Regions from separate parts of the Mus musculus genome. Here region 1 is linked to region 2. Evidence: chromatin contacts called from public Hi-C data. All regions are on one chromosome and are shown on one strand. Each heading gives the region's core, a stretch centred on a gene start, on an enhancer-like site or on the middle of the called end of the contact. The rest is flanking DNA. Distances are from core to core; before and after follow the strand shown. Region 1 holds the start of Gm15418 (a long non-coding RNA gene). Region 2 overlaps Gm39129 (a long non-coding RNA gene).

Region 1 (6,108 bases), core at 805-3,304, 420 kb after region 2:
CACCAGTCAGGTGCATTTCCTGCCAGACAAAAATCAGCTCAGGGACATTTGAAATCGCACTTCCTAACAGTAAAAGCAACCGTGCCTGTGTCTTTGGACCAAAGCACTGACACTGTAATAACCCTCTTGGTAAAATAAACCTGGCCTAACATGAACTATGACCAGAAATCTTATGGGAAAGACACCTTGGGTGGAGCTTCTGGCTAAGCAGTGTCCTGTGGTGATTGAATGGAGTGACCCAAAAGATTAGATAAGTCAAAGCCCCGAAACTCAGACCTTGTGCCTGTTTGGAAATAAGCTCCATTCAGAAGTGAATAAGGCGAGGCCATGCTGAAGTGGCACTCGAGGAACCTTGGTCCACAGGTCTGTCAAGAGAGAAGGGAAACCATTCTGTTGGGACAGAGACACGGAGACTCCAGTACGGAGGTGGTAGCCAAGATGAGAGAGTAGAGCCTCTACGAGCCCAGAGAGGCCAGGGCTGGAGAAGTTGGAAGGAGCCAGGAAGGCTCTACCCACCCCTCAGGGGACCTGCTGCAGTGGCTTTGTTCTCAGACTCCTGACTGCAGGAGAGCCCAGTTCACACCAGGGTCATGGGAAATGTACACAGGCACGTGAGTGACATTCCATGGAAATTTCTAGCCTCCAATGAAGCAGAGAACAGAAGCCCTCACACATTTTCTTACGGCAGCACATTAGGTGACGTCAGCAGGGTGACTACGTGAGGAAAAAGGGCCACTTCTGCATCCTACCTCATTGGTCTCTTGGCAGGACATTCACACCTCTGTGCACCACTGCTGTGTGACACTGCTGTTTTGCAGAATAATGGACTCTAACCACAGGTGACTTGAGCACATCTATGGCTGGTCTCCCCAAACCTATCAATGGGACAGGTAAGACGTGTGGAGGTGGAAGGATGTTCAAAGAATCACTAAAGGCACATGATGTACATGCATGCATTCTGCACACAGACGCTCACCGCATGTGAGAACCATGGGCACACAGAGTCACCTGGGCAGCACTTTCCCAGATTCTGGCGGTACTCTGGACACAGATATTAAACTCCATGCCCAGAAAACCTCCACTCACGGCATGCAGCTCCTTCCACACTCACACAATGACGGGGCATTCTGTTGTTCCAGCTGAGCAGCCAGCCCAGCCCTGGAGCCTGCCCTGCAGGGGTTGGTGGACCGTTTCACCCCGGAGAGAACAGACATGTGAGTTCAAATGGTGACTCTAAGCCACAACAATGTCGGCACACCTTAGCTCTGCGACTGTATACTCGGGACCAGAGAGGGCCGGCCGGCCACACATAGCTGCTATTTCCAGTGTTTCACATAGTGGGGTTTGCTTTATTTTCCCACTACCTGTGGAGAGGAGAGATTAGAGGAAAAGCTAGCCAGAGTCACCCCACCATAGGGGTGTCATAAAGCCAAGGCTGACCTCGCTCTTACAGCCTCACCCTCCTAGATTCTGGGTTGACAGTCATATGTCACCATGCCAGGTTTATATGGAGCTCAGTCTAGGACCCAGGGCTTCACCAGCTGCAGGCATCGCCAGCCAAAGTGGTACCTGTAGTTTGAAAGTGTGGCAAAGATGGCTCTGACCTTGGACATGAGACTCAGTATGACAAAAAGCCTGGTTGTTTAAAATGGTTTGATTTTTGGCTTCTTAATAAAATTCATCTTTCAGTTCTGTGCCGTGTGCTAAGGATGGAGGAACATACAGGTGGGACAGAGGATCTGTGAAGAATCACTAAAAGCAAACACACAGGATCCGTGTTTGTTCCTACACTGCTATGTGAACACCCTGGGAAGGGCTTAGCAGGGTCAGACGTTCCAGTCACGAAGACAGATTTCCCTTGGTGCAAAGCATGAAAAGCAACTGGGGAACACAAAGCATAGGTGTCTTTCACCACAAACGGTGAGCTGCAAGCCAGACTCCCTGTTTCTAGGTCAAGCAGTCACTTGGCTGGACAGTTGCTGGCTGACAACGTTCGAACTGTGTCACCAACAGCTCCTGAACACTACCTGATAAGGCAGGGGCAGACTGCAGAATTTACTGGAACACCACTCCTGCCCACTGGCCTATTTATGGAGCTATTTTGACAGCGATGAAGGTTGGCTTCCCAGGGACATGATGTCACAGGAACCATCGGGATCACCTAGCAACAGGACACAAGCAGCGTGTCCAGCTTCTATTTATAACCAGCTCGCTGGCAATGTCAAGAGGTGAGCAGTTAGACCAGCCGGAGAAGCGCGGGGTCATTGGATTCTTCTGGAAGCCACAGCTGTTACTAGAGTTGACAGAGGGCACCACAGCCCAAAGCCTCACCTGTCACACTTGGTCCAAAGTGTCTTCCATAGAGCTCCAGTTTGTGCCCAACACTACAGAGTTGTGCAAGCTTCTCTCTCCCACCCAGCCAGTCATTCCAGGCACAGCGTCCCAGGCAGACTCTCGGGGGAGGCTCTCAGGGAACTGAGGAGGGAGCTCACTGTCTCAAGGGTAATCTGGGTAGATGGACACCGTCCTCAGTGGGCTAAGATCCACCTTCTCCTCTATCTACTGCAGATGCTCATTCCTTCCTACTGGAAGAGCCCTGGACTTATCATTCCCACCTCCATTGAAATGTGGCCTTTAAAAAAAATGTATTTACTTTTTAACTTATTCACTTTACATCCCATTTACGGCCCACCTCTTGGTCACCCCCTCCCACAGCCCTTCCCCACCTCCTCTTCCCTTCCCCTCTGAGTGGGCGGGGACCCCCTGGGTATCCCCTGACCCTGACACTTTAAACCTCTGTGAAGCTAGGCGCTTCCTATCTCACTGGAGCCAGACAAGGAAGCCTAGCTAAAAAATACACATCCCACATACGGGCAACAGCTTTTGGGATAGCCCCCATTCCAGTTATCCCAGACCCACATGAAGACCAAGCTGCACATCTGCTACCTATGTGCAGGGAGGCCTGGACATATGTCCAGACAGTGTATGTTCTTTGGTTGGCAATTTAGACTCTGAAAGCCCCAAATGTCCAGCTTAGTTGATTCTGTTGGTCTCCTGTGGAATTCCTATCTTCTTTGGGGCCCACAATCCTCCCTCCTATTCTTCCATAAGGGTCCCCAAGCTCCATCCACTGTTTGACTGCGGGTGTCTACATCTGTTTGAGTCAGTTGGTGGGTGGAGCCTCTCAGAGGACAGCCATGCTAGACTACTGTCTGCAAGGATAACAGTGTCATTAATAATGCCAGAGATTGGTGCTTGTCTATGGGATGGGTCTCAAGTTGGGCCAGTTATTGGTTGGCCATTCCCTCAATCTCTGTTCCATAGCCAATCCCTGCATTTCTTGTGGACAGAATAAGCTTTGAGTCAAAATGTTTGTGGGTAGGTTGGTATGTTCTACCAGGGTTCCTGTCTGGAGATGTTGCCTTGATTTGCATCAGGATCAAAGGCCACTGATGTAGCCTCAATGTGACATGCCTTCAGTATGTTGTGAGCATGAGCTCTTGGGCCTCAGCTGTTGTGTGACAAGGTGTGGAACCTTTTGCATGTGAAGTGTTCACCAGCAGATGAAGGGTTATAATCCGGATAGCCACTGAGACATGAACAGCCTCTGCTTCTACCACCACAGCCACAAGCAGCTCTCAACACCAGGCCCTCAAGACCATCTTGGCTCGTGCACTGCTACAGTGCTGTTCGGTAAGACCCCAGTCTTTATGATGCAAAGTTTCAATTGTACTTCACACAATCATTATGTCGGGGGAGGGAGGGGTGCACTCACCATGTATACACGTGTGAAAAACTTGCAGTTAGTGTCAGATGTCTTCCTCTATAGATCTCCATCTGGGGTGTGTGTGTGTGTGTGTGTGCGCGCGCACGTGCGTGCATGTGTGTGTGTGTGCATATGTGTGCCTGTGTGTGCATGTGTGTGTCCAAGTATGTTTGTTGTTTGTTTGTTTGTTTGTTTAATGAGATGGGGTCTTACTGCAAAGACAAGACTGGCCTCAGACTCCCAGCAACCACATACCTCTGCCTCGAGTGCTAGGACTAAAAGTGTGTACGGTCACGCCCAGTCCACCACCTCACTGAATCTGGAGTGACTGTTGTTGACTGCTTAGACTGGTTGGCCAGGGAACCCCACCCATCTGCCTGTCTCTAGTCCACTAGTACTAGGATTATAGATGTGAGCTGTCACACTCTGGGATCCAAACTCCAGCCCTCACACTTACCCAGCAAGCTCTGTCCCAACACCCATCCTCCCAGCCCTTCCCACACACTTCTGTCTAAGAAGTGCTGATGCTTACAGAGCTGCCAGCCATGATGGACAGAGCAAAGGAAAGAGCAGTGCCCAGAGGGAAGGTCCCAAGGCCACACCCACCTTGTGTCTCCCCTTCCTCCTCTTAGGGCCCTGGATGCTCTGGGGCCCAGTACCAGATGAGGCAATGGTGAAGAGAAAAGATTTCTCTCCTTTGAGCCGCACAAGCTGAGCTGTGCTCTGCACCTGCCGAGGTGTTCTGGGGTCTCCGATACCTGAATCTTCAAGGTTCTGTGGAAAAGTTTGTCAGAACTCCCTACTGCCAGGTCCCCCACTCTGGACAGCCAGCCCTGCCTTGTCCTCACAGATCATATTTCCCAGCTTCACTGGGCTAGAGCCCCCTTCCCCAGAGGAGACCCTTGTGCAGAGGGCAGGTGTGGAAGGATAGATGGGGGGTGGTGCATAGCCAGAGGCTAAGCCCACCTGTGGTACAAATGCATCACCTCTAAGAATGATGAGACACTCACAGCGGGAGCTGGTGAACCGGCTCCGTCGGTAAAACGCTTACTTTGAAAACATAAGGACTTGAATTCAGATCTCCAAGACCCAAGTCAAAAGCTGGGCATGGTCTCTCTCTCTCTCTCTCTCTCTCTCTCTCTCTCTCTCTCTCTCTCACACACACACACACACACACACACACTTGTAATATAGCACTGGATGGTAGAGACAGGAGAATCTTGGCGGCTTGCCCAACAGCTAGTTTAGACAATCGATGAGCCTCTCCAGAGACCATGTCTCAAAGGAGAAGATAGACACTGATAAAGGAGACGCCCAGCAGTCGCTTCTGGCTTCCATATATGCACACACACATGCATAGACCACAACACACACACAAACACAACAATGTCCATTTTCTTGGCCTCTGGTGTGGCAAGCACCCTTCTCCTGTAACCAGAACATCTGTTAAATATCAGCAGATTAATTGACTGATAGAAAGTTCTGACTATAGAGAACCCAAACTACCTGGGCTATCTTCAGCCCCCGCCCCCCTTATAATCTACTAATGCCAGCCTAATATCTGATCTAACATCCGGCATCCCTGGGACCATTTGGTGAATCTTTCAGATGCTATTTAGCAAACTCTCAGCTTCCCTGGCACCAGAGCTAAGAATATTACCAGATAGCATCTGAAACTGACAGCAGAGAGCTCCCTGTCCGCTATAACCCCTACCAGATGTCCCCAGCAGCATTTGTAAATGCACTGATTTATTTATGGCTTTGTTTTGGTTTGTGACTACTAAAGTCACCGGTCCACAGCGGAACATGTCGTTCAAGGTAACATGAATAAACAAATCCAGGTGCTGGCTCATCTCTGCACTCTTTGCACCAGGAGCTGTGTTTGGCATAAACACTTCCCTCTCTCGGAGTCATACCATGAGACCCTGTGCACTGATGCTGTGGGTCCGTATTCCCAAATCCTTCTCCCCTGGGGAAAGGGTCCTTAGTCCCTTGGGCTCCTACTCAAGTCCTACCAAGCTGTTGCAAATCCACATTCCTCTTTTTCATGCAAAATGAAATTACACCCAACGCTCAGGAACGTGCCTCCACTGCCGCTGTGATTTCTCCCAGAACTCCCCACTCCTCACCCTTCACACAAGGCCAGGCCAAGTCATCCTTACTGTATTCTCACTGTACTTTCACAATTTTAATTCACAAACCCTGTTCTGTTTCTTCTGGGCTTCCTGATGCACAGCAGACCCTTAACCCTTCTGCCAGGGTTAAGCGCGATAGCAAGTGGACAAGGGCGCCACCTACAGGTGATTTTGACAAATAGCATAGATGCCCTCAAACTGGGCGGC
Region 2 (6,131 bases), core at 2,836-5,335:
TTCCCATCTCCTATAACCTTGGGCACTGGTCCCTTTCAACACAGCCCAGGGCTTGTAAATAAAACCCAGGGAGAGGCGAGGAATATCCTGACGTCAAAATGACGAGCCACTTTCAGTCCCTCGAGCAATCCAAATCTGTCACATAGAGTCACAGCAGCTACCGATTCACTGCGATACTTGCTGATCTGTACATCAAGTACACATAGCACAGGGCTTAGCGACCCTGCAAGGGCAAATCCTAGCCTGCCTCCAAGATGAGGGGAAGAGAGCAGTAGCCAGAGGACATGGAGCCTGAGGCACTTAAGAGCAGCAGGTACCGACCGCACACATGTGACACTGTGGCCCCTGAAAACGGAGCTGAAGGCTGCCTGCATCATGGTGTAGTAAGTGTGTCACACACACACACATGTGAGGTGACACAAATCCCAGGAAACAGTAGTACATCCAGCTACGTCAGTGCACAACATGCAATAATGGTGACAAGAGGCTCGTATCAAAAGGGCCTTGGGTGTGAAGCAGTCAGCCTTGGGAGATGGGCAGTGTGTCTTGTGTCTCCTGTTCCTGATTCTTCTGTGTTAGTACACGGCATTCTCTTGGGTTGGGGAATTCTGCTATGGCTTCTAGGCCTTCAATCCACTGCCAATACCCTCTCCAGTACTAGCTAATATTCCATGATTGATTAACCTAAAACAAAATGAACACCGACGAGGATCAGGATAGAACCCTGAGCGGCTGTTCTTGAACCACGGTAGCTATGATCATTTCTCCACATGCGTGATGCTGTCACGGTGATAGAATTGCCCACATTACATGTTGCTGGGAATACAGTTTCTCCCTCAGGCGATACATATATTGATTTTAGAGAGAATCCTAACTTAGTTTTCCTTTTCAAGGGAGTCTTTTGGGGGTAAATGGTGGTAGATCTGGCTTTGAATAAGGGATAGAAACTTGATCTGATGGACCAAGGGCTGGAAATATTCTGGGAAGGAAGGATTGCAGGTTCAACATCAGGGAATGTTAGAAAAGTTGATTTCATTGACAGCTCAGAAGAGGATGTGAAATCTGCTGGCAAAACGGTCAATTTTATGTTTATCTCAGGGCCATATATGAAGCTGTTAAAAGATTCAAAACGGAGAAAGATATCCTTGGACTTGGGCATTAAAAGAGGAAAACCTCACTGGCCACCTGGAAAGGAGAGAGGGAGGGCTAGTGAGAGGAAGACGACTATTGCTAGGTACCCCATGACTAGGGTATCCGTGGGAGAGAGAGAGGTGAGATCAGGAAAAGCTATAAGGTCCTTACTGCATTCTGCACTGGCAGGAAACCCGTTGTGAATGCAGGACAGAAAGGAAGGTGTGAGCATACATCTGGATTCAGCCTGGAGAAGGGAGGGTATCTCCATCAAGCCTTTTTTGGATTCCCAAGGGAGGCTGGGCTGGGCTGTGCAGTAGACCAAGCCAGCTATAGACAGTGCTGACAAGGTGAGGAGTGACTTAGGTGTGACCGCTGCTTACTAGGGAGTAGGTATAATGTGCAAAGCCCAGAAGACACACCCAGAGAACTCAGAGCACCAGCCTACAGGGAAAGTGAGGCTCTAGAAAGAATTGGCAGAGAATCCCCATGAGCGCATAACACAGCTCGGGAGTATCAAGCAGGGCTACCTTCTCTCCACCTTCTCCTTATCCAATCTTTTTGCCAACCAATGAAAAGGAATTTTTATTATTATTTTTTAATTACACAGTATATTGTTGATACTAAAACTTGAAAGCAAAGAGCCTCATGCATAACAAAAATCATTTCCCTAGCATCCCAACTTGCCAAAATACCCACTTACCAACCTCTTCAAATAAAAGCCTCTATTTAACCCTAGAGCCATCTGGGAAAGGGCAGCCTAAGAAATAATTGCTTTGTACTTTGAGAGCAGTTGACTTCTCTATTTTCTTATGTGGAGATGTGGGCTTTACTTTGCAAGGAAAAAAATCATTTATTAGTTTGATGTTAAAGACAGAGAAATGATTAACATTTCTACAGAGCATAGATAATAGTTTCCTCTTGGAAGTAAATTATTTTATGATAGTTATGTTTCCATTGGATTAAAATGAATTCTCCTTAAATTACTCAACACCAGCTGATGTAACTTTAAATTTTTATAGGTCCAAGCTCAAAGGCAGCAACTTCTTAGCTCTATTAACAGTGATGTTTATCCATTCCAAACCCTTATCTGGAGGGATAATTTCTGAGCAACAGATGTGTCTTACAGTTTTTGCTAAGAGCCTATTGTGCGGAGACTGACACTGTGTTTGTTATCTGTTCGCCATGTCTCTCCCATTTCTAGAGACCTACCTAGATTTTATTTTCAACAGTGACCTTAGATTATGTATCAGGCATAGCATTAAGTGCTGAAGCTGACAAAACACAGACTGAAATAGACCCTTGGCCATTCTTGGCAGCCATGCACAGCTTGTGTTCAATACCAGGGGTCAAAGCCTCTGTCCTTTGCTCAACTTGACCCTGTGAGGACCAAGACAGAATGGTGACTGAGGGCAGGGACCACTTTTTCCATACACAGTCATGTCACCTCATTTCCCTGGGATGTCTTCCTTATGGACGTAAAGACTGCTGAGAGAGAGGCGAATGCTTTTCCTGAATGGCCAGTGAGCATTCTTTGCAAAACACAAAGCCTGATGCAGCACACTGGTACCCTCCTGACTCTGCTGTTACACACAGCTTCCTGCCCACTGGAGAGCTTGTTTAACCAGGGCAACATTCTGAACAGGGCCATGCACCATCTCTCGAAAGACCTATGCATATTTTTTTAAAAGTGTCTTGAAATGACAGTGAATGAAACAGGAAGCAGTTTCCCTGTACTGAGGGTCTGGCTCTGAGGAAGTTTGGTGTTAAAAATATGCACTGTTTTATACAAAGTAGCACATATCTTTAGGTCTCTGGTTAACTTCCATGAACACAGCACAGACCACGTGTCTCAAATTTGTGTCATCTTTAGACAAAGACAATTAATTGCCCTGGTCTATTAACAGAGGACCCTGACACCAACTGAAGCAATTACTGAAATTCAGGTAGACTGAAATTTGTTCTCGCTGTGTATAAGTGAACATGTGACACTCATTGTTCAAAGGCAGGTCCGTGCTGCCTTGAGCTTTGTAGTACATCACCAAAAAAGGGACCAACTTACTTTCCCCTGTGCTCTTTGCAAACCAAGATCTACACAAATTAAATGCATACAAACTCATGCTAATACCTTCAAGCAAGCAGATGTATGCAGAAAGAGCCAATAGATACGAGGACCATACAAGGAGCACTTCCTCTGGAGGGAACAACAGAGCCAGAGTCTCAACTCAGGGAGGCTGTGAAGGGTTTGTGCTTTAAAATGAGGAGCCATGTTGTTCTACAGTTTTCATGTTTGCCAAGTCCACGACTTGAAAATACACACCCTTCCCATGAGCGTTCATTCCCACGCATTGTTTTAAATGCAAGATCCAAGGCCACTGGGTTGTTGACAGCATCATTGTTTAGATTCTGAGTTTAGCGATTCTGCGTTTGAAACCTGACATCTGAAACAAATTGTGGAAAGGGAATTTCTTTGACTTGCTTGAGAAACAAATCCTGTTACAGAATTGTTGACTTTCTGTAATTGCCTTTAAAACCCCAGTGGAAGGCTGTTACACTGAGCTCATGGGTGACGTGTAGAGAAGTGCAAGACACACACATACACACATGAATACACATGCACAAGAACACAGACACACTCATACACATGCACACACAGAAGAACACACGCATGCACGCATGCACGCATACACACACACACACACACACACACACACACACACACACACACACACACACTGGCTGTGGACCTAGCTCACCCTGCTAATTACCCTGCCTGCACGGACACCGCTGTTCTCTTATTTTCTGCCTTCTCCGCCTGTGAGGCCCCTCAGCAGGGTGGTGCTTCAGGACTGTCTGGCCTGGGAGACCTTTCCGTCTGGGACAGTACCATTCTGTCTAGACGGGGAGAGCCCATCTGCTCTGCCGGGACTCTCAGTGCCAAGCGCACCTCCCTCCAGCCTCTGCCAAAAGCTTCCTTTTGAGCACTGTGAGTTGCAAGAACAGGCTGTCAAAACCATCCCTCCAGTGTGGCCTGTGCTTCCCTGCTTCCCGCCACTGGGCCTGCTCCTGGTTTGGCAGAGTCCTTTGTCCTCTTCAGCTTATGCCTTTGCCAGGGAGAGTGACAGCCAGGAGCAAAGGCTGCTCTCACCATCTCCCTAGTCATTTGTGAGAGCAAGCATAGTGCCTGCAAGGCTGGGCAGAACCCCCCTTCCGCTCTCCCCCTCCCTCCCCAGCTGTTTGCAAAGGACCGGAGGCTCCTCCTCAGAGCGGCAGAACCAGGGTTAATGCTCAAGAGAGCTGGGCAGTCCAGGGCAGCTCTCAGCTAGGCTGCTGTAAACAGAACCTCGGTCAGACTCTTAGATGTGCTGGGGCCTTTCCAAGACCCGTTAGACATCTAATAGAAACGTCATAGTCCACATGAAGCTTATTACTGCGCAGACGTGAGCCCCACAGTTCAAAGGTGCTGCTTCAATTTAATGAAGGGACTTAGTTCAGTAAAAGTTTATATGCTGCAAGTTTTCCAACTTGTCTGCTCCGTCTTTATATTATGGGTTATTCAACTCACCATAATGAAACCTTCAAAGAACTCAATCGCCCCGGGGCTGGCAGTCTTTCCAGATCAGACACCTCAGGACAAATAACTTTGGCGCTTTCTAAGCACATGGAGTGATGGGACTTTTATTCTGTTTTTCATTGCTCGGCACAAAAATCCACAGCTCCTTTTCCCAGGCCTTTAGGAAGGCCTATCAGGAAAGGGGCAGCAGCCTGCTTTCTTTGGTGAGGTCATGATTTTCCCTGTCGCAAGAAACTGTACTTCGAATGGACCGTGGAATGTGTAAAGAAACTCTGATACAATTCCTGGCAAGCAGGAAACAAACTATCACTCGATGGCATTGTCATCCTACAATGTTCAAAGAGGCCTCTTTGTTATGCCTCTTATTACTTAGGAATAAAAGGGGGTTACCTATATTCTTCTGTGGGGAACGTATAAACCCTAGGGTGCCCTTTATTCAGGCACAGTGGCGAGGTTGGCATTAGAAACCCAGCCTGGCTCCGCCCCTGTGAAGGGGCAGAGGGGAGGACAGCTTCTCAGCCTGCATCCCCACCAAGCATGCTCTGCGCAGCTCTATCAAATGGTCTGCGCTGTTACACCTTTGACCCATGGGCACTGTAGTGAAGCAATTGCTCTTCTTCTTTCACTGACTTATTAAAATATAAGTCACAATAGCAGCCATTCAATACCCATGTGACATTAATAATGCAGAGATGTGGGGACCCAGGATCCTACAGCATGTTAAGATCAACACGAAAAAATCTTAGCCTTTTTGTCCGGAGTCTATTTTCCTTGTTCCTGCCAATTTTTTTTTTTTTTTAAAATCATGTATACTAATCAGTAAAATTCTTTTATAGTTAATTGCTGTTGAGCAACAGCCACAGATAGAACGCTAAACGAGAAAGGGAAAATAATATAAAATGGAAGGAGAGAAGGGAGGTGGGAATGAAGGAGGAAAGGGAGGTAGGAGATGGAGAGGAAGGAGGGAAGAATGGAAGGATGGAGGGAGGGAAGGAGGGAAGGAGGGAGGGAGAGAAGGGGGAGGGAGGGACAGAGGGAGGGAGGGAGGGAGGGAGAGAAGGGGGAGGGAGGGAAGGAGGGAAGGAGAGAGGGAGAGAAGGAGGGAGGGAGAGAAGGAGGGAGGGAGAGAAGGAGGGAGGGAGGGACAGAGGGAGGGAAGGACAGAAGAAGGGAGGGGGAAAGGGAGGAAGGAGATGGAGAGGAAGGAAGGGAGGGAGGGAAGAAGGGAAGGAGGGAGGGAGAAACAGTAAATAGCAAAGCTGCCTTGCACTTCATTATTTCAAAGACCCTGATCTCCCTGTTGAATAAAACCCACAGTCTTCAGGACAATGGTGAGCAGATCCTTACAGAATCAGTCTTTTAACTTTGCACCTGTTGTAGGGTCTTGGAGAAAATACCAATTCAGTTGATAGTTTCCAAAAGAAAG

Evidence for each region. Hi-C and Micro-C count contacts between places; a contact is called where the count stands out from the background.
Region 1: a Hi-C map of cerebellum shows a contact between it and region 2, with 1.7 times the contacts expected there. The contact joins two enhancer-like sites. A contact is called at or near these places in 3 of 39 promoter capture datasets (the 3T3-L1 cell line, cranial neural crest and liver), 1 of 15 datasets of contacts at CTCF or cohesin (large pre-B cells), 7 of 484 Hi-C or Micro-C datasets (the G1E-ER4 cell line, the N1E-115 cell line, Sertoli cells and 4 more) and 3 of 115 datasets of contacts at active chromatin or transcription factors (embryonic stem cells and stem cell-derived neural progenitor cells).

What each region holds. Positions count from the first base shown.
Region 1 is chr8:11,181,642-11,187,749 of GRCm38.p6, forward strand. It overlaps Gm15418 (a long non-coding RNA gene), which reads left to right and starts at 6,088. Exons shown (of 3, transcript XR_003947509.1): 1 at 6,088-6,108. Within about 2 kb of position 2,055, at least 28 of the 459 cell types and tissues checked have an H3K27ac peak or open chromatin away from gene starts, as enhancers often do. A contact at or near this core is called in cerebellum, where this site is marked.
Region 2 is chr8:10,756,921-10,763,051 of GRCm38.p6, forward strand. The region is part of intron 2 of Gm39129 (a long non-coding RNA gene); the gene reads left to right. Among named protein-coding and RNA genes, the nearest start is that of Gm32429, 13 kb to the left of the region's middle. Within about 2 kb of position 4,086, at least 126 of the 459 cell types and tissues checked have an H3K27ac peak or open chromatin away from gene starts, as enhancers often do. A contact at or near this core is called in cerebellum, where this site is marked.